4 separate regions of the Mus musculus genome follow, and all the other regions are linked to region 1. A link is a contact called in public HiChIP or PLAC-seq data. All regions are on one chromosome and are shown on one strand. Each heading gives the region's core, a stretch centred on a gene start, on an enhancer-like site or on the middle of the called end of the contact. The rest is flanking DNA. Distances are from core to core; before and after follow the strand shown. Region 1 has its middle 38 kb from the start of Gm34581. Region 2 overlaps Gm40419 (a long non-coding RNA gene). Region 3 has its middle 29 kb from the start of Gm34523. Region 4 has its middle 140 kb from the start of Gm40418.

Region 1 (6,300 bases), core at 350-2,849:
AACCTAATGAGTCCATGTAGCTCAGCATCATTGAAATCTCAGTGTCCTGGTGCTTCTGATAGCCATGGACAGATCTGGCATGGGCGAAGTTCAGAGGTGAGAATCACGAACACAGGGTTTGTTACCCTAACATATATGGCTACAACCAACAACCATTTTGCTGAATGTGTCATGGGGTTGGAAAATGGTTAGAAAAACACTGGAGACATGGATGATTTGGCTTTGTTGTTGAAGAAGGGGTAACCTGTGAACCACTCATGCCATTGCTGTCAAAATCACCACCATCACAAAGCCTGGATAGTCCAAAGGATGGGTAGGTAAAAGTATTTATAAAGTTAAACATATAAAAATCAAATGCAGATGAAGTTCATGTTAAAAAAGCAAAACACGAAGGATGGAAAACAATGGAGCATTTGACAAATAGAAACAAACAAGTGGTAAGAAATTCAGTTAAGAGCCATGGCGAAGTGATGATTTCCAGGAGGGTAAAGAGGATTTACCAGAGTGAAGTTCCTTACAGGCTAAGTGGTGAATGACTGGAGACACGGACTGCCAGAACGGTTGGATCTTAGAGAACTTCTAGTGTCAGAGCCTTCAGAAGTCAGGCAAAGAAGCACTACCCAGCCCTGGCACACAGTTCCTGGGCTCTAGTAGAAAGACTGGCTCTAATCTGCACATTTAGACAATAGCATATGGGCTTGGTGAATTTACTGCATTGGGATAAAACAGGGAAAAAGAAATTTACTGGAAGGAGGGGTGTCGAAAGGTTTAAGTGAAGTACTAATATTCTTACAATAGGAGTCATACATATAGGTAAAGAAAGAGAATCAATACGGTGAAAGGGTCAGTGGGTCCAGGGTTTTAGAAGGTCTGAAGAGAAAAGGGATAGTGTAGGCTAAGAGACAGGAGGTGGTGATCCACAGACACACTGAAAGGCTATTTTCTTTTCCTTTATCCACCCACTAACCAGTGCCTAATATAGCACTTTTAAAAATACTGTTTGTGTAAGTGCAACATGCTAATTTATTAATTGAGGAGAAGAATGGTGTTTCGGGGACTCGGGCAGCAATAAGGGGAGGAACACAGAGGCAGACCTAGGGTCTAACCGGTGATACAAACCCTGGGCGCTGAAAGGAATTCAGAAGCTTCACTTTTGGACGCTGCAAAGAAGATGGCTGCTGTTTTAGTCAATTTTAAAGATAATGATTTTTTTTTAAAGCTGTCTGACTCCTTTATACCTTCTATCCAAATTGAAGTAATAGGCCAGACATTCAGATCAAACTGTCCCTCCAGGAGAAAGAGACTTGCCAAGGAAACCTTGGCCAGATGGGAGCTGTAGAAAGAGGCTCAGAACTGAGAGCGGGTTTGCTTGCCCAGTCAGTTTGGATTTAAACCAGGTGCCCCCAGGCTAGAAGGCCGGAGTTTTGCCAGCGAAGAGCAGGGATGTAAGCGGCTATTGTGTGAAAACAAGCTAGGTTGCGTGGTTGCGGGGAATATGGTCCAAGGATCATACGTGCATCTGTTTGCTAATGCTCTTGAGTAGCTATTCCATACGATGTGCGCCTTTGTTTCCTGGTTTCCCGAGGCGTGAACACGGCCACATCTTCACCAAAGCACTAGGTGGCAGCACAGGACATCTATTCAACTGTCTCTCGCCACAGGCTGCTGGAATTTTGACAGATACAAAACGGTACCTGTGGTTTTGTGTATAAAACTGGTATAACTGTTTGTACATTTAAAAACCGTAACAATAAATTAAACATAAGGGAAAGGGTTTGCTAATAAATACAGTGTTAGACTGCATTTTTGTATACCAGGTGACAAGCTTGGGCATTCAAACCTGATTTGCGTAGGGGATGGGCAGGATGGGAAACAGGTTGAAGGAACTGCAAAATGTACATGCTGGGTGGCTGCAGCTCCCTTCAGGGCTGTTGTTGATCTGTCCATATGTCTGTGTGCACTACACAGAGGTGAAAACTTAGGGAAGTGAGGGGAATGGGATGTCTGGACGTCTGGATGCAGTGATTCTAGGAAGAACACACTCTGTGATTCCAAGCTCATGTTTTGTGGAAGGTGAAAGTGTGAGCATATTATGTTTGTTTTACTTAAAGAGATGCACGTCGTACTCTTTCACATTCTTACCTGGTATTTAGAATATTTGGAAAGTAGGCTCCTTAAGCTTACGTACATCCTAGTAGATAGGGCTAGACTCAATGCATGCTGCCGTATTTGTCTGTAGGTTGGCTATACATTATTTTGATCAGAACAAGCTGCTGCTTGAGACACTAAGCTTGATCCAGCAAGGGTGGACCATTTGATATGCTACCAAGACAGAAAGCTCAAACATTTCAAAAAGCCATGTACCATCTGTAACTGAGCAACTCAAAGTCAAAAGCCTATTATAATGGTAATGGTCAAGGCAAAATATTTTTATTCATTCTCCTATTCAATAAATGTTTGTCTTTTATTATTTGCCAATCACATAATACTGAAAAATGAAAAAGATAAAAATGGAAAACAAAATGAATACTCAAATACCACGCAACATCTCCTCTACTACAAAGACAATAATGAGAGTTCCAAGCCGTCACTCTGGTGTCATAGAGTCCACAGACATTTCTACTACTTAGTTCTCACGCTAATTCTATGCTTTGGCTTTTTTTCTACAGGCTAAGAACTGAAGTTGACAAATAATTGGTAATGTGCTTACGGTTGTTATGAGCATGCCAAGGGGATGTGAGCTTTAAATTCTTCCCATGATGCTATGCAACTGCACATTTCTGAACAAGGGGGTGACTCTGAGTGTAACTGTGCTCGCTGTCAACCTGGATGACGGGAACTCAATCCCTGGAACTCATATGGTCAAAGACCTGAACCTGGTTTCTGACTACCACACATGTATGGCCGTACAGACCCCCCTCCATAAATAAACTAATGCAGTAAAGAAAATGCTCTATATTGTATTCTGTTCTTGACTTGTATCTGACGACATGTAAGTCTCAAAAATCTAGGTTAAAAACATTTGAATTCAAGCTCTGTGTGATTATTTAGTAAATAAAGTTTAGAAATCTAGCACTCCACTAACTTTGGAATAAGAAAGTGCTAAGAAAGGAAAAAAAAATCTTCCTTGGTTTGTTTTTGCTTAATTGCTTGTTTACAAATAAAACAACTGGTCTTTTTAAACAGCATTCTTTTTTTTTTTTTTTTCTAAATGTGGATTACAATTTTTTTTCTGGTGAAGGAAAGTATCTTGTTTATTGACTTTACATAAATAACTCTCAGGTCTTTTGTTTGCTTTCCTGCTTTCTCATAAGCCTCACCATCTTGCAGACATCTTTCTTATTTGTTGAATGAAGACAGCATTCTTCCTGATCTATTGGCTTCATTTGGTCCACTTTTTAGTCATTCCCTAGGACTTTAAGTTTTCAAATCAGAACTTTCCTCAAGTCACGTTGCACAAGGTTGTCCCCACTTTGCCCTCAAGTGTCAGTAGCCTCCTCTGTCCATGGAAGCAAGGTTCCCAACAGAGCATCACACCTGGAAGTGGGTGCTTCTCGTTTTCTCACATCAGGTTGCTAACTCTCTAAGTTCTGTGTGCCTTCTGCAGTGGCAGATTCTAGATCAAGCTCACCTATAGATACCGGGGCATGGGTTGTGGAGCAGAGATGTAATATACTGATCATTCAAAGACAATAAAGAGATTGTGTTGCCTTGTTTTCAGAGGGTTGCCCATTCTAGCGACATGGTCACAAAGGGCCAGTTATAGACAACCACCATCCGAACTGAATCATAGTGCTACAGGAGAAAATGTCAGGGGTAGGCTTGGTAGAGTCTAGAAACTGAACACACAGCCTGTGCTGTAAGTCAGATGTGAAGACAAAATTCAACAAGGGGCTGTTTTCCTTTGACTTGATATCCAGTGAGAATAATTTCATACACCCAGTGCTTTTGAAAACAAGTATTCAACAGAGGCTTTGATAGTCTCCTGCTTTCTGTATCTAGAAGCATAGCTCACCCCCACCCTCCCCCAATAAAACCTCATCTCCAGGAAGGTCCTCAGAACTGGTTACCTCCTGGAAGGGACATAAAAAATGAATAGCAAAGAGTAATTCATTGGGTTGCCTAATTTTGACCCAGTTTTGTACTACTACTCCAACAGATCATTACAGAGAGTAAACAGGAAGGCTCATCACTTAGGAGTAGGAAACTATAAAAGTGTTATTTTTCAATTACTAACACAAGTGCTAGCCTACTAAAATTGGATTTTTTTTTCTAAAAGGAGAAAATAATCTAATTATGTTTTGAGAAAAAAAATTAAACGTTAAATTTCCATTCCTATATTAGCATTATATACCCAGAGGAATGATTCAAATTTTAAGTCTTTACCTGAGCCTTAAGAATATAGAAATGCCTCCATGATTATTAAGGGAAGTATCTGATCCTGAGAGATGAGAGAGCCAGGTACAGGTCTGAGCTCCCTGCTGGAACACCAAAGTTCACAGCCTACCTAGAAAAGGCAGTGACTAGGTCATTTCTTTCTAGCTTCCAAAAGTCCTCCTTTAATATTAAGGACCACTTAAGTCTCAAATTGCAAGAGGTAACAGAAGCGCCTCTGCAAATAAGCTCTTGGGGGTTCGCGCGCGCGCGCGCGCGCGCGCGCACACACACACACACACACACACACACACACACACACACGCAGAGGTACACACGTAGCTGCCCTCAGGAGAGGGAAGCAAGTCTCTCAAAGAATCCCTGAGATCCAGCCTGACTGGGCCGATTAATTAGACTGTGCCGCAGTGCACACTTCCTTCAGTGTCTGTTTTTATAAATGAAGGGAGAAAAAAATGTTGAGACAAGAAGTCAAAGGATCAGAAGCCCAAAGAAAGCAGGATTACATTGTTATTATTTTCAAAGTTTTTGTGGGGTGATAGAAAGGAAAGGGAAAGTCTCTAAGTCCTGATTCCTGTCTTAATCTTTGTCCTAGCAGGTAGGCTGGAGGCACGGGGTCACTTAGTGTGAATGGTCCGTGGCATCAGTTGCTCTTACCTGCCAGCACAAGTCTTTCTTCACAGATTGAGTCACAGCGGGCCTGCCAGAGACTCAGTGAAACACACCATTTCGTGGGTCCTAGGCCTCTGCTAGAAGACAGAGACAGGGAGTTGGAGTGAGGGTGGGTCTGGCAGGCTGGCGCCTGTGTGCCAGTCTCTTCCGGTCTTTGCTTACCTGTGTTGTATCATTTTGTGTTTGGGCTCCTCGACAATGTTTTTGCATACCTCACATCTACAGAATTAATAGTCCTTTGAATCCTACCATGAAGAGCATATTTAAAGCATAAGATCTGTCTTAGTTAGCTCAGCCTGACTCCCTCAATTGCCCAAGAACCAGGTCTGTGTTTGACACCCTCTGAAGCTCTGTTCTAGGGAGAGAAGGAAAATCAAAAGACTGAGTGAGCCTGTGGTATGAGGTGGGGGTGCTGTCAGGAAAGACAGTAGAAAGTTTGAGTGTAGTGTCTCAGTACATATACATGTATGTGTGGATAGAAACTCTTATATTTCATAGTTTGAGTCAACAGGAGTAATACCATTGTATAGATATAGGCAAGTCATTAATTTGTACTATTGGCATTCTTAAGTGCCTGCAGCTGGTCCAAAGGAGAGCTGGAAAGATGTGTCTTGAGTTAATTTGCTCTTTTGTCTAATTCTCTCTGACAACTCAAATGTGGATAGAAGATTATGGGGTACATATTAGACACTGTGTGACCCTAGAAGAGGTTCAGGTTTTACAGACTAGGATTTTGGCTTTGTCATGTTCTCCTAGCTGCTTGATATTAGTATGAAGAAAAACTAGGATGTGTTCAGTCTGTGTATTACCATTTAGCACTGTCTTTTGCCTGCATAGTCATCGAGTCCTTCTTACTCCAGAAGCCACAGCGTGAGTCCCATGTTGCTGTTCTCTAACCAAACACTTTATTTCCCCCCCCCCCCCAAAAAAAGCTAAAACACAGCAACAAGACACTCCATATAAGCACATATTGCTGACACACCTTATTTAACTTTAAATCCATTGTGAGCATTTACACTTTGGGCTTTATTTTTCTGGCAGTCACAGGACATTGAGCAAGGCTTGAGGGAAAGTCAAAGCTAGCCATTTCTTCATACTAACATAAAGCTTATCTTTCAAAGGTGTCAGCTAAATGTCCGTGTGCTCCGCAGCCATTTCCCCCATTTTCTGAGTTTTGATGGCCATTAGAATTGAAGAAAATTTTAAGGAATTTTAAAAAATTTCCTTAATCAAATG
Region 2 (6,050 bases), core at 413-2,912, 860 kb after region 1:
GGCCCCAAAGCCAGAGCAGAGGGAAAATGGGACGCCAAATAAATCTGCCAGTGATTACACTAAAGGAAATTATGATCTTGTTATAGAAACCATTAAAGGAAAACCAGAGTTGGTATGTAAATATTGTTGCATCATTATACCCCTGAAAAAAACAACCTAGTACAGCATTAGTATGTTATGCAATTAACAAAATGAAAAACGAGCTGCTTGAATTTAAAGCTTTTAATGTTTTTTAAACAGATAATAAGCATTTTCAACACCAATGTAAAACGTAGCAGAAAAGGTCTCCCCCGGAGAGTAACATATCTCATCGGTACTTACTCTGTGTTAGGAGCTAATATGCGTTCACATGGCTCTTCTGTTTGCAATTTCCTAACGCATCAAATAGCAATCATACACAAACTAATGTAGACTGAAGATAAAAGACTTTCTAGAAGATCATAAAATTTGATATTTCAAATGTTTGGAAAGATTATCAGCCTGTATATGATTCTCTGATTTTTTGGAAAAAGGGGCTCAGATGGTAACTTTGCTTAGGCAAAAAGCCCATTATTGGATGCGCTATAATGTATTTTCAAGCTAGAGGCACTTTAAGTATATTAATATAATTGTTCAGAACCATATAATTATGAAAAATGATTAATGTTAAATTTATCACTCAATATGCTTATTTGCTCCCAAAAAGACAGCAATTGATTCAAATTACTCTGGCTGAATCCAAAAATAGTTTATCAGAGTTACTGAAAAAAAAAAGCCAAAAGTATTTTTTAGAATATGTCATAATGTAGTCACATTTACTAGATATTGTGAAAATAGTGCAATGTATATAGATTTTTAACTATATTACTATGAATATCTCCCAAGAATTATTAAAATTCGAACACTAACGAATTGCCCAATCAAAATCAGTTTTACAAAAATCACCTTACGTTATTAACAATGAAGCTGTTTACTTGTAGACAGTGATGAATTTTCAGTATAAAATTCAAAACAGTAAGGAAAAATTCATATGGGGACAATACCAGCTCCATAAATTCTAAATAGATATAATTTAGTGTAGGCACTAGAAAGTTAATATGTTCTCCAAAGATTTCTTTAATTTAGTTGTTGCTAATTTATTCACACTAATACAGAAAAAATTCTGCAAAATTTTTCATAACAAAAAAACTGTGCATATCCCTGTGTTTTAGCTGGCATGTGGCTCTACACAGATGGTTTGGGGCTTTCTTTGCTGCAAAACAGATGGGCCTGCACTGTCCCTTACCAATCAAAAGAGAACTTGAAAATATAGGAATATCTTTACCTACATTGCATCCTTTAATTCAAGAAATTAAAATGTTTCAGAGTATAAATAACTGCCTATGAAAAAATAATTTTTGAAATGAGATGTCATATGTCGAAATTATAACCTAGTTCATGTTTAATGCAAAAATACTAAAGTTGGGCTGGTGCTTGATGCTGTTTTAACATACAACTATTAACTTAAGAAATTTACAACTGCGGAATTACTGTTGTCATGTGTTCACCTTGCCTGAAAAACACTGCTGTTTTAAAACTTTAACTGCAGTTAAACATATTTCAATTCAAAGTGATCATTCCAGGCAGCAGCATCCATGGAACCGAGTTAGCAAACACATATGAGCGGAGTGCGTTCGTAACTGACGCGCTTTTTTTACAACCAAGCGAGAAGGTAGCACCGCTCTCAGAGTCAGCAGGAACACTCTGTTTATTACTTCAGTTATTCACAACAGAAAACAAGTCACTTTGCACAGTGTATCAAAATCACAGCCTGCCTCAAAGCTTTCTGTTCAAACATAAATGTTGATACTCAGGGCTATTATCTGTGCTCTCTTTGTTCTGTCTATTTTACTAAGTAACAAGGACAATGCTCTCATTTCACCTTCCCATTAAAGAAAGATATGGTCTAGGAGATTAGAATACGTGGCTGGTCACACAGGACAAAGACCTTTTTCTTCTTTTTCTCTGATACCCAAAGAAAGCTGCCAGATTGTGATATTTTTATATTTTGTAAATATGCATCCTAACAAGTACATTTTCTATAGTGGTATAATGATGGGCTGTTTCTATAGGGTGATAGTTTTTCTATGGCATTGCTCACAAAAGACAGTTGAATGGTTTTTCCCAGGATAATTGGTTTTCAGAGTACTAGATACCCTGTATTTTACTTATGTTCAAATAATGCATTTTTATATTGGAAAAATTTTCCAGGAAAGCAAAAATGACGGGTATCTAATGTTAAACCATAAAAATATATAGCTCTCTATATGCACATCTACATGCATATTTATGCATACATCAATTTACATATATTAACAGCCATATATAAATTTGTATAGCTCTTACTATAATTTGTTATCTATAGGATATATCTGATTTTGGATTATATAAAGATACTTCTCTACATACAAGCAATGTATTTTTAATTGGTTTCTTTTTAATGATCTGATTTTGAAAATCAATTGAGAATTTCTTTTGTCTGTAATGAAAAATAACAGCTCTGCTTGTTTTTTTTTTTTTTAATTACATCAAAACCAGTCTCTCACAGATCTATGATGAAAGGGCTACCAGGCTAGGAAATGTGAATAAAACTGTAAAATAAATAAAGTTAAAAAAAAAAAGCTATTCCCAAACACTTTGAAATATTCTGACAGCATCTACACAAGCAAACAATTGATACGGTAATTTAAATCATTTTATTCACTTATACTTTGTTTAATTTAATATTTTGGGATTTTTATAAACTTTTTTCTTTAGAAATTCTTCTTTGCTGCCTTAACTCCCAATATAGTCAAGGCTAGCTGACCTCAGACTCCTGATTTTCATGTCTCTACTTTCTGGGTGACTGGATTTAAAAATTGTGTCAGTAGGCTTGGATCTTTATTAATTTTTTGTAAGTTAATCTCTAAATTTGTTTTTTAACCTGAACCCAAGTTGAATTATTACAGTTAAACTAATAACATAATCTAACCTAGTGTTTTAAATGTCCCATAATTTTTGTTTTATTATAATTCAGATTGTCTATTTTTCATATATTAGTAAAAGTTGTTGGAATAGTTTCAACTTTCACACTGAAATAGGAGATGTGAAGATCTTTGCCTTAATATTCAATGAATAAGCAGTAGTTACACTGCAGAATCAGGGAGCCACCTTCTCATGAAAAGTACTTGAGTAGTTGGGAGAATTCTCATAGTCCAGGAGAACCAACAAGCTCAAGGCAAAACTTCGTAAGGATCTCTGTGATGAAGCAACTTAATCATGGTGGAGGATCTTTTTAATCTGTTCTTGGATTCCAGAATTTTTATTTCAATGTTCATAGGAAATCTTGTTTGTAATTCTCTTCCTTTGTTGTGTCTTTATGAGGTTTGATTATCAGAGTCCCTATTGAACAACGTTACTTCCATTTCTGTTTTGTAGAATAGGAATATTTGACCTTAACTCTTCTTCAAAAGTTTGGTAGAATTCTGTGCTAAAACAATCTGGCCCTGAGCTGTTTTTCTTTTTTTCTGGTTCATTAATGGTTAAAATTCTGTTTAAGCCGGGCAGTGGTGGTACACCCCTTTAATCACAGCACTTGGGAGGCAGAGGCAGGTGGATCTCTGAGTTCGAGGCCAGGCTAAGCCTGTCTAAAAAAAAAATCTGTTTAAATTGCTTATCTGATCTTGATTTAACTTTGTTGTGGTAGGTATTAAGTATGTAGAAAAGATTTTCAATAGCTATCTATCTAAGTGGTAGGTATTGAAAAAATTATCCATCTTTAAGATTTTCCATTTCAATTGAGTACAGGTTTTTAAAGTATGTCTTTGTGACTCCCTGGATTCTCTGGATCTGTCGTTAGGGCCCCTTTCATCTGTAATTATATTAATTTGGGTAGTAGTTTGTAAATATTACTGAATTTCTCAAAGAACCTATGCAGTGGTGCTTTTGATTGGTTTTGTTAGGTCTTTTGTTTCTATTTATTGGTTTCAGTCCCGAGTTTGAAAATTTCTTGACTTCTACCCCATCTGTATGTGATATCTTTTATTTGTTCTAGAGCTTTCAAATGTTCTAATTTACTAGTAGGAAATCTCTCCATTTCTTTTGTTCTTGTAGTTGTGGACTTGTTTTGTTTTGTTTGGTTTTGTTTGGTTTGGTTTGGTTTTCTGAGACAGGGATTCCCTGTGTAGTCTTGAATGTCCTGGAACTCACTCTGTAGACCAGGCTGGCCTCAAACTCACAGAAATCCACCTGCCTCTTCCTTCCAAATGCTTGGAGTAAAGGCGTGTGCCACTATTTCTCCACTTTCTCCATTTTTTTTTAAAATGTAGGCTCTCTTAAACAAACAAACAAAAAAAAAACCAAACAAACAAACCTGAGTATGATGTTTAAATGTAGGCTTTTAATGCTATGAATTTGCTTCTTCGTACTACCTTTATTGTGCCCCATAAATTTGGCTATATTGTATATTCATTTTTATTCAATATTAGAAAGTATTTAATTACTTTCTTACTTTTTGTGTTAACCCCCCCCCCCCTTTTTTTCATCTTTAGTGAGTTGCTCAGTTTCCATGAGTTTGGAAACTTTCTGTTTCTGTTGTTGATACCCAGCTTTCATTCATGGTGGTCTGACAGAATGCATAGAGTTATTTCAATTTTCTTGTGATCTTGAGGCTTGCTTTGTGTCTGGGTATGTGTTTTATTCTGGACAAAGTTTCATGAAGTACTGGAAAGGTGTGTTAATTTGTGTTTGGGTGAAATATTCTATAAATCTCCTTATGGTCTAGATGGTTTGTAAAGTCAGTGAGCTCCCACACTTCCTGGTTAGGTTTCTGTATGGATGACCATTTGATTATCGCCTTGCTCAGCTCTCATTATAGAAAATTCCTCTGGCATCAATTGAGAACAGAGACTAATAGGAAGAGATCATGTAGAGGAGAGAGACCTTGGAACACAGAGCCCCAAATGAGATTTATCCATGAAATGCCTTCTGTCAGAGTTCAGGGAATCCTGCAGAAAAGAAGACAGAAAGAGTTACGAGCCAGAGAAATGGAAGATACCAAGAAAACAAGGTCCTCCAAATCAAATCATGACCAAAGCACATACAAACGAAATCATAGCTATGCAACAGTATGCACAGGGCCTGCATGGGTCTGCACTAAGTCCTTTGCATATGTTACAGCTTCCAGGCTAGTATTTTTTTGGAATTCCTGAATAGGTTAGCGAGTGGGTCTCTGTTTCTGGTCCCTTCTCTCTGACTCTTTTTCTACTGTGTGTTTGGTTTGTCCTATTCTGATTGAGAGAACAGAGTTAGCCAGAGTTAGGCTGACTCCTTGACAGGCTGCAAACTAGCAGTTTGGAAGACTAGGCCAAGTTTCTTTTTCCTCAAAGTGGGACCCCAGTTCCAGGAATCTGAGATCAGTGAACCACAGCTGGGAGGACACCTTGTCATCTGGCATGAAATAAGTATAGGTGGCTATAATGAATAAGTGATCCTCCAGGGAAGTCTTAAGAGCCTAATCAATTATAGAATTAGTCAGACCCCTAGAGATAGAACTAACCAATCACAGTAAAAGGGCACACATCCCTCTCTGGAATTCTCCTATCTGATAATAACAGTTTGGCCTGCCAGCCAGGTAGGGTCTCCATTCCAGAAGGAGGAGAGTCCAGAAGACAGGAAATTCAGCTGAATAAACACTCTTTGGGTTTGCAAACTATTTGAGTCTAGGGTATCATTCTCTGGTGATTCTTGGATCATGTTACACCAAGACAGAATTCATTATTTTGATCATTTTTATATATAAAAATATTAAAATATAATTTTGGTATAAAAATAATATTTCACAAAATATCAGTTAAGCATACTTATTTTATGATTTAAAAATTCTCCTTTACAACATGCAACATTTTATATGTAAAATACCATGTGTAGAGTGCATAATTAACTCATTTAATATTTTCTATTGTTGAACAATTGATTTTCATCTAGCCTGTTCTATATAACATTATAGACATGTAATGTTTTTTACTTTGTTTTGATTTTTCCTTCCTTCCTCT
Region 3 (6,304 bases), core at 3,240-5,739, 750 kb after region 1:
TTACCAGCAATTATGGAGAAAAGCTGAAAGATTGCATCTATAAATGAAATAATAATCAATTTGGTAACCATTTTTAAGTCTTGCAGAATTTGTCTTTATGCTTGCAATTTAGGATTTTTGAGGATCCTAAAGGAGGGATTGCTTTGTGCAAACCTTTCCTTCAGACAGCAGAGGTCACCTTAGCATGAGGCTTCTCTGGGGTGTGGGTAGAGGAGACTTTCTGCTCAGTGGTGATGCATTTTAAATCTCCAGCAACCCTTCTCTTATTTGACTGGAACTCAGAATCAAATACACATTGACAGCTGGATTTTTTAAGGAATTGAGCAAAGTAAAATTTAAAACCTAAATTACTTGCTGTGACTGTATTGCCTTTTCTGTCTTTTACAAGTGAATTAGTACGAAATTATTTAACAAACCATAATTTCAACTTGATTTTCAATTTACATAACTGCATTTCTTTTTGTATTTACTATTGGAAAAACTATCCGGCACATTTCTGGTTCTCCTAGTGTGATTAGTTTAAAATTAAATGTGCCCATGAAAGGATAACTGCCAATAAACAATATGCAGCAAATAACTCACCGTGGAGAACCAACTCCAAAGTCAAGAAATAGTTAAGTTATTTACGAAGGCTTCATCTATGGAAGGAAACAGTGACTTAGAAAAACTGGTAGTTTAGGTTTGTTTGTTGACTGATCCAGCCCTGAATGACTTTTGGTGATTGCAATTTCAATAGAATACACTTTTAATTAGCAAGCCTCTTATGTTATATGACCTTTAAATATGTAATTCATAATTTATAATGAACTCATTCATAAATATAACTAGTTTTACATAATTCCTTCTTGCAGTCTTTTGTGCAAATGTCAATATATCATTGTAAAGAACTGCACCAACTATTTTGACAATAATGATAAGCTATATTAAGACTCCCTCTTTCCTGTGTGTTTTTTCTCTCCTGTTAGTTAACAGTGGGGTAATAACTTTCACACTGAAACAGCTAAGACAGTTGCCATCTTCCATAGAATGTGGATGGGGGTGGGGTAGGTCCAAGAAATAAAAATTCCCAGGAAATTCTTAAATGCTATTTTAGATTTTAATCACTTTATTAGATTTCTTGCTTGAGTGATTTGTGCAGAAAACATTTTATCTATTTTGTTTTCCTCTGATTACCGAACTGTGTTATACACAAAAGTCTACTTGAAGCTCGCTCACAGTTTAAAGACAGGTTTAATAACAGGTGAACACTGGAAAATATGCAAACAAAATGGCAGACATGAATGACTTCATTTAAGGCATAATTGCTTCTCATCAACCAAAGAAATCATGCAGAAACAGTCTCTGTTTTACCCAGCCAGGAAGAGACCAGAGAAATCACTCAGGCAGAGACACTAAGGGAAGGTCCATTCTTGGGTCTCAGCCAGACAACTAATCCATACACAGATCCAAGTTTAAGACAATAGTTCTTAGAATCACAGTTCATCATAACAGATAATTATACAGCCAGTAAGACAATAAGGTTTTTTGGCCTCTGACTATATAAACTAATTGCTGGCTGTGGAGCTCTGCCTGGAAGGCATACAACCCAGCCCCTGCAATGTCTTTTCATTATGTGGGCACTGGTATAATTTGGGTGGACAAGAGAGTTAGTGTCTAGTGAATTCCATATGGTGCCTTTTTCTTGTCTGTAGATTATTTACTCTTGACAGACATTATCCATATTTCAAATGGCTCCTTCCTACCCCCTGAAAAGAGGGTTTAAAAGCAATCATCCTGTCTAGGGTTCCAAAGAAGCTTCCAGTTGAATAAAAATAACAATAAAAATGAAATTCAAGAAAACAGCCTATTAATTTGCATAGTTTTCCAGCGTATAGTTCAAAATATAAAACTGGTACATAGAACCATGCTTACTTAAATGCACTGAACGTCCATATATCTGTTCAATTAGGCAGGTGAAACTAAGATTTACTAACCAACCCTGGGTTCAAGTATACATCTTGTTTGAATAAAGTCACATCTTCAATTTGATTTTGTTTTATCTTGCAATTTCCTTTTTGTTCTAATGGGCTCTCTCACGATTGCTTTTGCTTTCTATTTATTGTCATTATGAAAGATAAAAGATGACTTCTTTGAAGATATTTATATAGACACTGAAGAACAAGGATCCTTTCCACCAGAGGCAAATTATGTCTCTTCAATTTATGTCGTTGCAAACACCAGCCAATTAACTTGAAGTTGAGTTTTGACTCAAACTCTTGACCCTTCCAGACACAGATCTTTACTCTACATCTGGCATCACTGAACCAAATTAGGGTAAAAATAATCCCTGTTATTGATTTCTGTATATGTTGCTTAGTTCCCCCTTGCTTTAAAAAACAGTTAACATTTTTGATCTCCTGAGATCTTAGGCATTCCTGAAGCTCTCAACATGATATTTGTATGTTTTTTCTTTCTTCTCTTTTCTTTTCTTTTCTTTTCTTTTCTTTTCTTTTCTTTTCTTTTCTTTTCTTTTCTTTTCTTTTCTTTCTTTCTTTCTTTCTTTCTTTCTTTCTTTCTTTCTTTCTTTTCCTCATTTGGAGGCAAAAAGCTCTGGGACAGAGTATTTTGATAGAATAAAGTTTGCAATTCATTAAAGGCTTTCTGTCTCCCCTGTGCAGATGCTGATCATGACATCATCTGCCCTGAGGCCTGCTAGCTAAGAGAAAGAGGGGTGAAATCAGCAAAAAATAAAAGAGTCTTCCTTGCTTGAACTGAAAAAAATGTGCTTGTTTTTTGTTAAACACTACAAATTTGCAGAGAGGCTGTCAGGAGTAATAGCATTCGAAGCATGCACTCCCTCGGAGACACAAAGCCCTCGCTTATTATAGAAATACACTTCCAATCTGCACTTTGATCCTCAAGATTTATTTAAATAAAACAAGTTTCCATGCTGTACCATCTACCCTGAAAACAGTTTTAAAAGTTCTATTATTAAAAAGGACTAGATCTACTAACCAAACAAGCTTCATTTCATTCATTTTTATCACAAATGAATGAAAACAGAGTCTACTGAAAAAGAAAGAAGGTGACTCTCTTCTGAATTAAGGTGAGCCAAGAATGAAATTAGGTCCAAAAGAGCTAACTGAGAGTAGAGAATCTGTTCTTTTTTGTCCTGAGTGTTCCTGTTTACCAAGACTTCAGCAAGGAAGGTCTAGCATGAAGGTTACACATATGGTATATAATCAGATACAGTGAGTAATATTGAGAGGGAGAGTTGGAGAGAGGGAGAGAAGAGAGGGAGAGAGGAGGGAGAGAGGGAGGAGAGAGGGAGAGAGGGAGAGAGGGAGAGAGGGAGGAGAGAGGGAGAGAGGGAGGAGAGAGGACCAGTTCTGCTATCTGATGCATGCTTCCAAGTACGGTTTCTCAAAGTGCTTCAGTGTAGGACCAGTAAATACTCATTGAATTTTTTACCCCATAGAGGGTCTATTTTTGTACTGAAAGTCAAGTGAACTCACCAATTATTTGTGGTTCATTTTGAAGAAGAAAATAAAAGCAGAGCCAAGTCCAACAAGGCCATTCCCTGTGTAGCGGAGGCAGGGCTTTCATATAGTTTCTCATTGTGTGAGTATTTTTTTTTTTTTTCAGAGTACACAGATCTTAAATAGCGTAGCTAGAGAGTTGATATGGTTTGGATTTCAGATGATAAACAGTACCAAACGGTGTCATATTAAAATGTAAAAACTATGTATGCGTGCCACAGCCTCTGCCTGCTCTGAGTTCGTTTGTACGAATGTTTTTCTGACTTCTAAATCACACGTTTACTGAAATGAGCTCTGCTAGATATCAGTTTGCGCACAGGCACAATGTGTCTCAGGCAGATTCATAAAACAGATAGCTGAACTCTACTTTGACTTCTGACATCAACAATCTGACTTCAATATTTCTCCACAAAAAGAGACTCCCGACTCTCTGCTGTTGCACTGTGATGGATAGCTTTGCTGCTGACAGCGCTGAGCATAATGAACATATTCATCAGCATGAGGGGCTGTGCGTCCCACATCTTAAGTTTTTCAGCTAGTGGCTTTGAAATGCCACCCAGAAACACCTGCGCCTTTGCCTCATCGCTGCAGAACTGCAAAGCCACTGTGAAGAAATATTATTGTAAAGTTGTCTGTATATCAGCATTTCTGTTCTAAACAACCTTTTAATTGCCTAGCCTCTAATTTATCTTTGCCTGGAAACACTTGTAGACACATATTTTAATTTAAGCTGCTCTGTTTGACTCCTCTGATCATCTGGGCTTTTATTGTCACTGCCTCACAATAATCTAATGTCATATATAATGGCATCAAATTGGGGAAAGCCCTAGAAGCTGCCAATCCAAAATGATCTGAATGTTCTCTCATATTCGTTTAGATGGGCTTGATTTGTTTGTGCCAACATTATTCATTACATTCTGTGTCTAACTAGGCCAGTGTTCTCTTGCATACTCTATTCCTTTCAGCATACACTTGGGGTTTCTTAATCAGTTCGTCTCCTGTGCTATATAGTCCTCAGAATGGTTGCAAGCCATGCATTGTCACCAAATGATAGAATACAAGTGCCCTGACGGTGCTTACCACACTCCGTGCAAACATTTTACCATACTGTTCCTTAACTTTGGTCTTATAAAACAAACCTTGTTTTGTTTGCAGCTAGAAGACGAGAGTTGTGCCACATGCACAATTGAACATTTGCTGGAGAATTACATGTGGTACTATCACAGAGAGCTAACTTCTATTAATGAGAACTTACTGGGGAGGCTACTCCAAAGATGATCATATATGTCTTCCTGGGAGGAGAAGAGTTTTATTTTATAGCTAATTAAAAGTTTCTAAAGATGCTGTGGATTTTTTTGTGCAAATTAAAATTAATTAGAGTTATTAAGGAGCCATGAAAAGAAAGATTTGAGAAATAGTGAGAAATATTATTTAAACCCTAATGGAATTCAGTGAAACCCACAGGTCTATTACAGGCCTCTGATTTGCCAGGATCACTGCAGGGAATCTAACATTAATAAGCACACTGGTAATTAAATCATTTGTTACTTTGTCTGTAATGTTGTAATGTTTCACTGATACTCTGTCAGAGCTCTTTGTGCAGATCAGAGCTAATCAAAGGTAATCAATTTTCAGCATTTGAGAAATCTGTAAATGATTATACATTCATCAGATCATTTAGTGGAGTGCAAGGAAAGTGCAATGCAATTAATCTTCCTGCATGAGGAGGAATTACCACCACAGAATTCAACAGTTATAATTAATTTCATTGTCTTGCTGTGAATTTTGATTGCTTTTCTTTGGACTGTATAGTACAAATGATGATTCATTGCAAAGTATTTGCAAAGCAAACACACCAGTGTGCTATGCAAATTAAAGAAGCTGTATAACAGATAGGTTTCAAGCTTCCTATTTACTTATGGTGGTTGAGTACTAATTTGCCAAATAATAATTGCTTGTTAACTTTACACACTCTTCCCTTGAACATCAAGATTGGTAACCAACGTAAACAGAAAGCACGTGCTATTTTGTATTTTATGGTATGTATGCAAAATGCTACTTAGTGCTTAAACTTGTTCCTTTTACTAAATAAGCATAAAGATGCTTATTTACCTCTGAAATCATTTGCTATTTATTTTAGTTATACAAAATAGATATAAGAAACATATTATGCATGTAAATTTGCTTTCATGTATGCTTGTCTTTTATTATTGCCAATATAAACCTTTAGGAGATTTTCACTCCAAATATCTGATAATTTAAATTTATTTACTATCTAAAGTGTCAATTATTTAAATATTATTTTGGAACCTGATCCAGTGTTATCAGTTCTATCATTTAAAGATTTCCTGCACAATACCTTTCAGTGTGCCAATATTCTGTTCCCTTCAGACTACGCTTTTGGAAACAAAAAACTGATTAAGAAATGACCTAAAGTATAGTCTCACATTTTATGATTTACTCCTCAGCAATATGGTTTCCAAATATAAATAAAGGTCACAGTTAAATGAAAAAGAGGCATAAGTGTAACATTAAATGTTTGCCGAGATGACCCTAGTTTCTGCAATAATTAAAATGTAGTGCACACTTTCCTCTCCTGTAAACAGCTCTGTGAAATCCAAGTCAGACTAGGGCTCCTATTAAGGCTGTTTAAGTATTAAAACAAACTCCCATTCTCTCCACATGTTAGGATCCAAGAACACAAAGAAGACCTCATTTTAACATTTCTAACTATAGTATGTATTATGTATTTTGGTCTCAATTGAAAACTAACATTAAATGTTGTA
Region 4 (6,858 bases), core at 2,895-5,394, 970 kb after region 1:
TATACACAATGAAATCTGAATCTAAACTCTAGAAAGATATTTTGGGTTAATTACAAACAGACCCCAAAGTTTGTGTGGAAAAGCAGATATTCCTAGATAGTCAACTTATAAATTATAAGAAGAAATTCAAAGTCACAAACAGACAAATAAAAGTATAACCACCACTAAGCCATCATCACATACAGATTAATTAACACAGGTAATAAATGTGCAGTTAAAAAGCCAAGCATAGGAAATTTCAATATTTCTGTCCTAAATAATGAATAGTTGATAAGATATCTATGTTTAACCTATATTGTGCACAGTATATAGCAAAAATATATGGGATATCCATATATATTATAGCTATAAAATAAATATATTTTAAATTTTAGTTTATGTGTTATTATTGAGTGTGATATATGTCTGTTCTGTGTGTTTGTGTTTCTTGGGGGGAAGGCCTGAGGGGCAGGGTATATAAATGTGTTTGACAACCTGAGTTGAAATCTTAAGACCTATATGATAGAAGGAGAGAACAACTCATAAAAGTTTCTCTCTGTCTTTCTCATGTGTGCTTTGGAATATATACAGACACAGGCACAGACAAACAGTCAGACATATTCAGTCATAGGCACACACACACACACACACACACACACACATATACAGCAGAGGACTGCCTAGTCTGGCCTCGGTGGAAAAGATGTGCTTAATCCTTGAGAGAGTTAGGCCCCAGAGAGTGGGGAGGCCTGGCATGGGGTGGGGAACAATCTCTTATACAGACACATATATCCACTGCAGGAAAAAGTAAACTGAGTGGAAAATCTTTTGCCCTAGATCAAAAAGTGTGCTACTCAGATAAAAAATAAAAGTACTTTGACACTGAAAAAAAAATGAAAGAAAAGAAAATCAAATAGAGAAAAAGCAAAAGAAAATAAAAATCATACAGATGAGAAAAGAAGTAAAGAAGTAAAATTGTCAGACACTGAAGGAAGGACCATCCAGAGACTGCCCCACCTTGGGATCCATCCCATAAACAACCACAAAACCCAGACACTATTGCAGATGTCAACAAGATTTTGCTGACAGGATCCTGATATAGCTGTCCCCTGAGAGGCTCTGCCAGTGCCTGGCAAATACAGAAGTGGATGCTCACAGCCACCCATTAGACAGAGTACAGGGTCCCCAATTAAGGAGCTAGAGAAGTACCCAAGGAGCTGAAGGGATCTGAAGCCCCATAGGAGGAACATCAATATGAATCAACCAGTACCCCTAGAGCTCCCTGGGACTAAACCACCAATCAAAGAAAACACATGGTGGGACTCATGGCTCTAGCTGCATATGTAGCAGAGGATGGCCTAGTTGGTCATCAATGAAGGAAGAGGCTCTTTGTCCTGTGAAGGTTCTAAACCCCAGTATAGGGGAATGTCAGGGCCAGGAAGTATGAGTGGGTGGGTTGGTGAGCTGGGGGAGGGGGAAGGAGATAAGGGGAGGGGATTTTCAGAGGGGAAACCAGGAATGGGGATAATATTTGAAATGTAAGTAAAGAAAATATCTAATAAAAAAAATTGAAGTCAAAGCAAGAAAAGGCAAGGAAGAAACAAAGAGTTTTTTTTTTTCTTTTAATTATTCTGCTTATTTACATTCCAGTCACTGCCAACCCTCCGTGTCCCCCCTCCACAGAAGCTCAGCTCATTCCCAGTCTCTAGGCCTCCCCACTCCCTGGGCCTCAAGTCTCTCAAGGGTTAGGTGCATCTTCTCTCACTGAGTCCAGAGCGGGCAGTCCTCTGCTGTATATATGCTGGGGGGCTTTGGATCAGTCTATGTATGCTATCAAAAATGTTTTTGGTTTTTCTGTTTTTGTTTTTGTGTTTTGTTTTTTGTTTTTTATTGGTTGATTTTTTTTTTAAGTGAAAGAAACTGCATACTATAATGTGTCATCTAGCAAGAAGCCTTTACTATACAGGGTCACTTGTTCCATTGTTTTTTTTTTTGTTGTTGTTGTTGTTTTGTTTTGTTTTGTTTTTTTTTGCCTTTTCATATATATATATATATATATATATTATGTATTTTCCTCAATTACATTTAGAATGCTATCCCAAAAGTCCCCCATACCCTCCCCCCAACTTCCCTACCCACCCATTCCCATTTTTTGGCCCTGGCATTCCCCTGTACTGGGGCATATAAAGTTTGCGTGTCCAATGGGCCTCTCTTTGTTAAACATTTTGTTCAGATATGGTGGGAAAGTGGCTCCAATAATGTTATAAAGAATCTGATCCGGACTGATAGCTTATAAATGGAAAAAAACATTGTAATGCTGAAAACATTAATGTTTCTCTGGGTTCACATTGTAAAACAGAGGGAAGAACGTTAGTTCACGGTTTTGTTTTTAGGACAATGACATGCTTCTGGGTATTACCAATGGTAGAGCTCATGACACTATGAACCCTGGATTACATGATAACTGCTATGTCCCCTATGTCCCCTACATAATTTAAATTATGTCACTGTGAGGTCATTGATTGCAATAACTTTACCACCATTGTGGGGGTAGTTGTTTGTGGCAAGTTAAATGTATATGTCCATCTGAGAGGCATTCTCTCCTGTCTTTCAATTTTCCAATAATAAATTTAATGCATTATATGTCTAATGTTTTGATGTAATGGGTCAACTTAACTATTTCATTTTGTAGGATGTTAAAACTGTGAGCTGCAATAAATCAAAGTGCTATAAAATCACAAAAGTTAAAAAGGAACACAAATTATTCCTTATATATTTACCACTATGATTGCAATATCTAAAGAGACAGTAGGAAATTGTTATTTCCTTTACAGTGGAGTTTCTATAGTAAGCAACTCAGGAACTTCAGGTCATAAGGTCAGCAGAGGCTAAATGAAAATGTAAGGCAGATTTGTCACTGTTGCAAGAAATAGAGCAGAGCTTGAAGTGAAGTTTGACACAACTGTTGTGATTTGAGCTTCAAGTAGAGAAGAAATGCTCACATTCTAATATGCAGTTTACAGACAGTGGGAGGAAACAACGTACCATGAGTTACTTCACCTTTACTTTTCAGATTTTCGTCAATCAGGAGTTCTACTATTAAAGACATTGCCTGTTCCCTGCAACACAAATGACCCAGCTGGTCACACCTACCTGATAATTCCTTCTGGGAGCTTTCAGTGCTTTCTTTCTTTCCACCTGATTTTGATTGTTTTGATTATTGTTGTTTGATATGTTTGCTGCTGTTGTTTTAGGACAGTCCCATCCCCAAGATTGCACTTTGCCTTTTTTTCTAGGATAGATCTATCTAGCTGATGACACAGAGAAGAAAGTATTAAATGGGTGGGATTAGCTGAGCAGACACCATTCCGAAGTCTTCATACATATATGACCTCTCACAATCAATGCTGACTGAGGAAACCCCTACGATTATTGTGCGGTCTTTTCTGCAATGCTTCTTTATTGAGCAATTGTTGTGTGCTAGATGCTATTCTGGGATATAATGCTACACATGCTAAAAACGTGTCTGCCCTCATAAAGACTGATGACAATGAGCGATAATCACTAATCAATAGTAACTTGAACTGGTGTGGATGAGCAAGAGGTCCTGAATGAGGAAACACTCTGGGTACCTGGGAAAGTCCTGGGAAGCGACAAAGATGAAGTAGACAGTTGACAGATAGAAGAGGTACCATTTAGCGCTGGACAGAAAGTGTTTACTTAAATATAAAGCCATAGAGGGATGAATTCATTGTTAACAAATAACTGTGAATAATGGAGTAATTGTGTATAGAAGTGTTATGAGTTAACTTGCGTTTAATATGTATTTCAAATTCCAAATTATTAAATTGGCTCTATCATGGACATAAAAATCATGAGTGCCCATTGTATGTACCTTTGTAATACAGTTAAAATACTCATATAATAGAAATGTTTCATATTAAAGGAAAAGATGAAAGAGAATCTAAATAGCTGAAGTGTTTCACATTATTTTAACAAATAGATTTTTTTCTTTCATTCCTTAATTCCAAAATAAATTGAACCCTGAGATTCCTACTTTTCATTTATACAAATGCTTGGCACAGAGGGTGACCTTCTGAGGGAAAGGGTGCTGTGGCCTCAGAGGGCCCTCTTGACCAGTCTGAATGCTCATTATCAGGCCAATTATCCCTTGATAATTGGCTGCCTTTTAGGAGGAATGGACTGTAATGACTTCACTCAGCACCGGCATCTCCTCAGCATCCTGCTCACTAATTCTAAACTTCCTAACATTTCCTTGAGTAAGGAGAGAGTCTGATTCCAGCTGCTCCCATACTCTATTTGCCTAACAGTTAAGTTTCTATGAATATTGAAAGTCCACTCAGTTGGAATTCAGGGAATCCTCCTTGTGCTAAATCTTATAGTATAACTCCTACACAACATATAAGAATTCTCATTTTGTCTCATATAACAGTCACAAAAAAAAGAAGAAAAGAAAAGAAAAGAAAAGAAAAGAGAAGAAAAGAAAAGAAAAGAGAAGAGAAGAGAAGAGAAGAGAAGAGAAGAGAAGAGAAGAGAAGAGAAGAGAAGAGAAGAAAAGAAAAGAAAAGAAAAGAAAAGAAAAGAAAAGAAAAGAAAAGAAAAGAAAAGAAAAGAAAAGAAAAGAAGGTCTCCTTTGCTGGACTTTGTGAAATTTACTCACAGGATAACACCCTTCGAATTGAGTGACTTGACTTGTCATGGCTAGCCAGCATTACAACACATCTAGTAGCCAGCTGGCAGATGTCCAATTGAGTCTAAGGAATGGCCAAGAAGAGAAATAGTGATGGAATTTTTCAGAGGCTAGGGTATTTGCTTTTGTGTGTTTCTAGAAATAATTAGGCTGAATTAGGTCCATGCTCATGGGGAATGGTGCTTTAAGTTTCCAATTTGAGATTCAAATGTCCTCATTTTTCTATGTCTAGAGTTCCAGCCAACTTGTTAGTAGGATAAGGATGTTTGTATTCTTTAAGTCTTCTCTTTTAAAAGCTGTACAAATTTGTCCATTTAATAAATAGTTCACACACTGGACAGAAACCAAGTGGACAAACTGTACTCACTAACCCTTTAATGCTTGGCTCCTTTGTAGGCTGACCCAGCCCATTATTAGATAATGAAAGAGTGTATGAGAAAGTGGGAGATTATTTATGATGGAAACAAAATGAAACTAATGGGACAAGATTTGAAAGCTGTGATGCATGAAAGGTGCTATGCAGGCAGTTCTGGCACCATGACAAATAGAGATAAAGGCTCAGTGGGAAGCAACAGTGTGAACACGGCTATGAAGAAGAAAGAATGGATTTCCTCAATGAATCCTTGCCATCTGGTGTTTGTTTAATACACAATGAAGGTCAAATGGCTACTGATCCTTTTCTCTATAGTCCAGTGACTACAAGAATGAGAAGAATCAATGAGTTTATCGATAGGTCTGGAAATGACTCGCCATATGATCTGACTACATCAATAAAGTGCAAGTAACTTGCTGTTACTCTTCAATGAGGTTCAGATCTTTCAGTATACAGGGCCAGGGTTTGGATTTTTTCTTCTTTTTTTTGCTGTTGTTTGTTTTTGGTTTGGTTTTGTCATTGCCAATTTGCTGAACAAGATATGATAGATGATACTTTTTGTAAAAAGGGGAAAAATAGCATGAAACATGTGACTTTATATGTATGAATGGTTCCAAAGAAAGGGCAGGAGAAAAACTACATCTTTTTCTTATTTTCAAAGAAATTTGCTAATCATTTGTTTCTGTTGAAATGTAATAGATTAAAGTAATATTTTCCAAAATGCCTTTTAAATGTATGTGATTGATCACACACTCATTTTATATAATTATTCCTGAGGGACATTTTACACTTAGGTAAAATATGTTTGCTAAGCATTGTATGTAAATAGCATATGCTATAGAAACTAGTATGTAGTAAATATATATCTTTTTATGTGGCTTTCTCTTTTCTAAGGGTTGGTCCAATAATGTTCTTCCACATTGTGTTCCTGACTCTTCCCCTATACCGATAAAGTTGCAGGGTTTTCTGTTGAGTTATTTTTCAAAGACTAAAATAAAGATACTTTTCTCACATTAATATTTCTCAGCTGCCATGAAAACAGGGATAGGAGAAGCCAAAAATAGAGAAGCCAGCTGTGGGAGGCTGCTTTTTTTTTTTTTTTTCCAGGACAACTCAGAAACTCTTTCAAATTCATTTCAGAAGGAGTGTGTTAATGCAAATACTGTTCCACGTGCCTCTGCTTCATGATGAAGCTTCACGATGGGGCCGTGACACCATGAACATCAGCTCAGCCATGTTTCAGGAAACACCATCGAAATACAGGTTGTAGACTTCAGATGTCTACCACAAGCACATTCAATATCCTGTATTTCTCATTTTGAAATAACTCTTTACTGATGCTACCTAATTAAAGAGGAATGGGTTGATTGTGGGTGAGGGATTTCTTTTCTAGTATACTCACTCTATTTTATTCTAGGTGCCAGTCATTTTGTTGGTCTTTAGATATTTTCCTCCTTGTGTGTCAAAGTACTACAAATTTCCCTGTCCACATTTTTTAACACTACTCATCATTGTACCAGTCTTATATACTAGCATTCTCTTTTTCCGTTCATCTTTTCTGTATGTAATTCAGATGAAATTTTAAAAATCAAAATTCAAAATTGGCCATCTAATATGGATATTAAAATAAGGGGTTAGTAGAATCAAAGCATAAAGAAATTATGGGTACTCGGGAGAAATTTGAATTAAAGGGCCTAAAATGACCCTTAAAATGTCAAGATACTAATATTCTGATGAATTATCTGCTCAGTGTTTTTGTATGTCAAAGTATAATCACAATGAAGGCATATGTGGC

The links. HiChIP or PLAC-seq counts read pairs in DNA pulled down with a chosen protein or histone mark.
Region 2: an H3K4me3 HiChIP or PLAC-seq map of embryonic forebrain shows a contact between it and region 1, with 6 times the contacts expected there. The contact joins two enhancer-like sites. A contact is called at or near these places in 1 of 15 datasets of contacts at CTCF or cohesin (the NIH/3T3 cell line), 3 of 484 Hi-C or Micro-C datasets (cerebral cortex and cortical neurons) and 1 of 115 datasets of contacts at active chromatin or transcription factors (embryonic forebrain).
Region 3: a contact with region 1 is called in an H3K4me3 HiChIP or PLAC-seq map of embryonic forebrain, with 5 times the contacts expected there. The contact joins two enhancer-like sites. A contact is called at or near these places in 4 of 484 Hi-C or Micro-C datasets (cerebral cortex, forebrain and neural progenitor cells), 4 of 115 datasets of contacts at active chromatin or transcription factors (astrocytes, embryonic forebrain, forebrain and 1 more) and 2 of 9 other capture datasets (embryonic tail and embryonic trunk).
Region 4: an H3K4me3 HiChIP or PLAC-seq map of embryonic forebrain shows a contact between it and region 1, with 5 times the contacts expected there. The contact joins two enhancer-like sites. A contact is called at or near these places in 1 of 15 datasets of contacts at CTCF or cohesin (the NIH/3T3 cell line), 3 of 484 Hi-C or Micro-C datasets (cortical neurons and cranial neural crest) and 3 of 115 datasets of contacts at active chromatin or transcription factors (embryonic basal ganglia, embryonic forebrain and forebrain).

Annotation. Positions count from the first base shown.
Region 1 is chr12:50,939,135-50,945,434 of GRCm38.p6, reverse strand. No RefSeq gene overlaps it. Among named protein-coding and RNA genes, the nearest start is that of Gm34581, 38 kb to the left of the region's middle. Within about 2 kb of position 1,599, at least 42 of the 459 cell types and tissues checked have an H3K27ac peak or open chromatin away from gene starts, as enhancers often do. A contact at or near this core is called in cortical neurons, embryonic forebrain and forebrain, where this site is marked.
Region 2 is chr12:50,076,948-50,082,997 of GRCm38.p6, reverse strand. All of the region lies in intron 2 of Gm40419 (a long non-coding RNA gene), which reads left to right. Among named protein-coding and RNA genes, the nearest start is that of Gm40418, 40 kb to the left of the region's middle. Within about 2 kb of position 1,662, at least 14 of the 459 cell types and tissues checked have an H3K27ac peak or open chromatin away from gene starts, as enhancers often do. A contact at or near this core is called in cortical neurons and embryonic forebrain, where this site is marked.
Region 3 is chr12:50,190,101-50,196,404 of GRCm38.p6, reverse strand. No RefSeq gene overlaps it. Among named protein-coding and RNA genes, the nearest start is that of Gm34523, 29 kb to the left of the region's middle. Within about 2 kb of position 4,489, at least 12 of the 459 cell types and tissues checked have an H3K27ac peak or open chromatin away from gene starts, as enhancers often do. A contact at or near this core is called in embryonic forebrain and forebrain, where this site is marked.
Region 4 is chr12:49,973,072-49,979,929 of GRCm38.p6, reverse strand. No RefSeq gene overlaps it. Among named protein-coding and RNA genes, the nearest start is that of Gm40418, 140 kb to the left of the region's middle. Within about 2 kb of position 4,144, at least 14 of the 459 cell types and tissues checked have an H3K27ac peak or open chromatin away from gene starts, as enhancers often do. A contact at or near this core is called in embryonic forebrain, where this site is marked.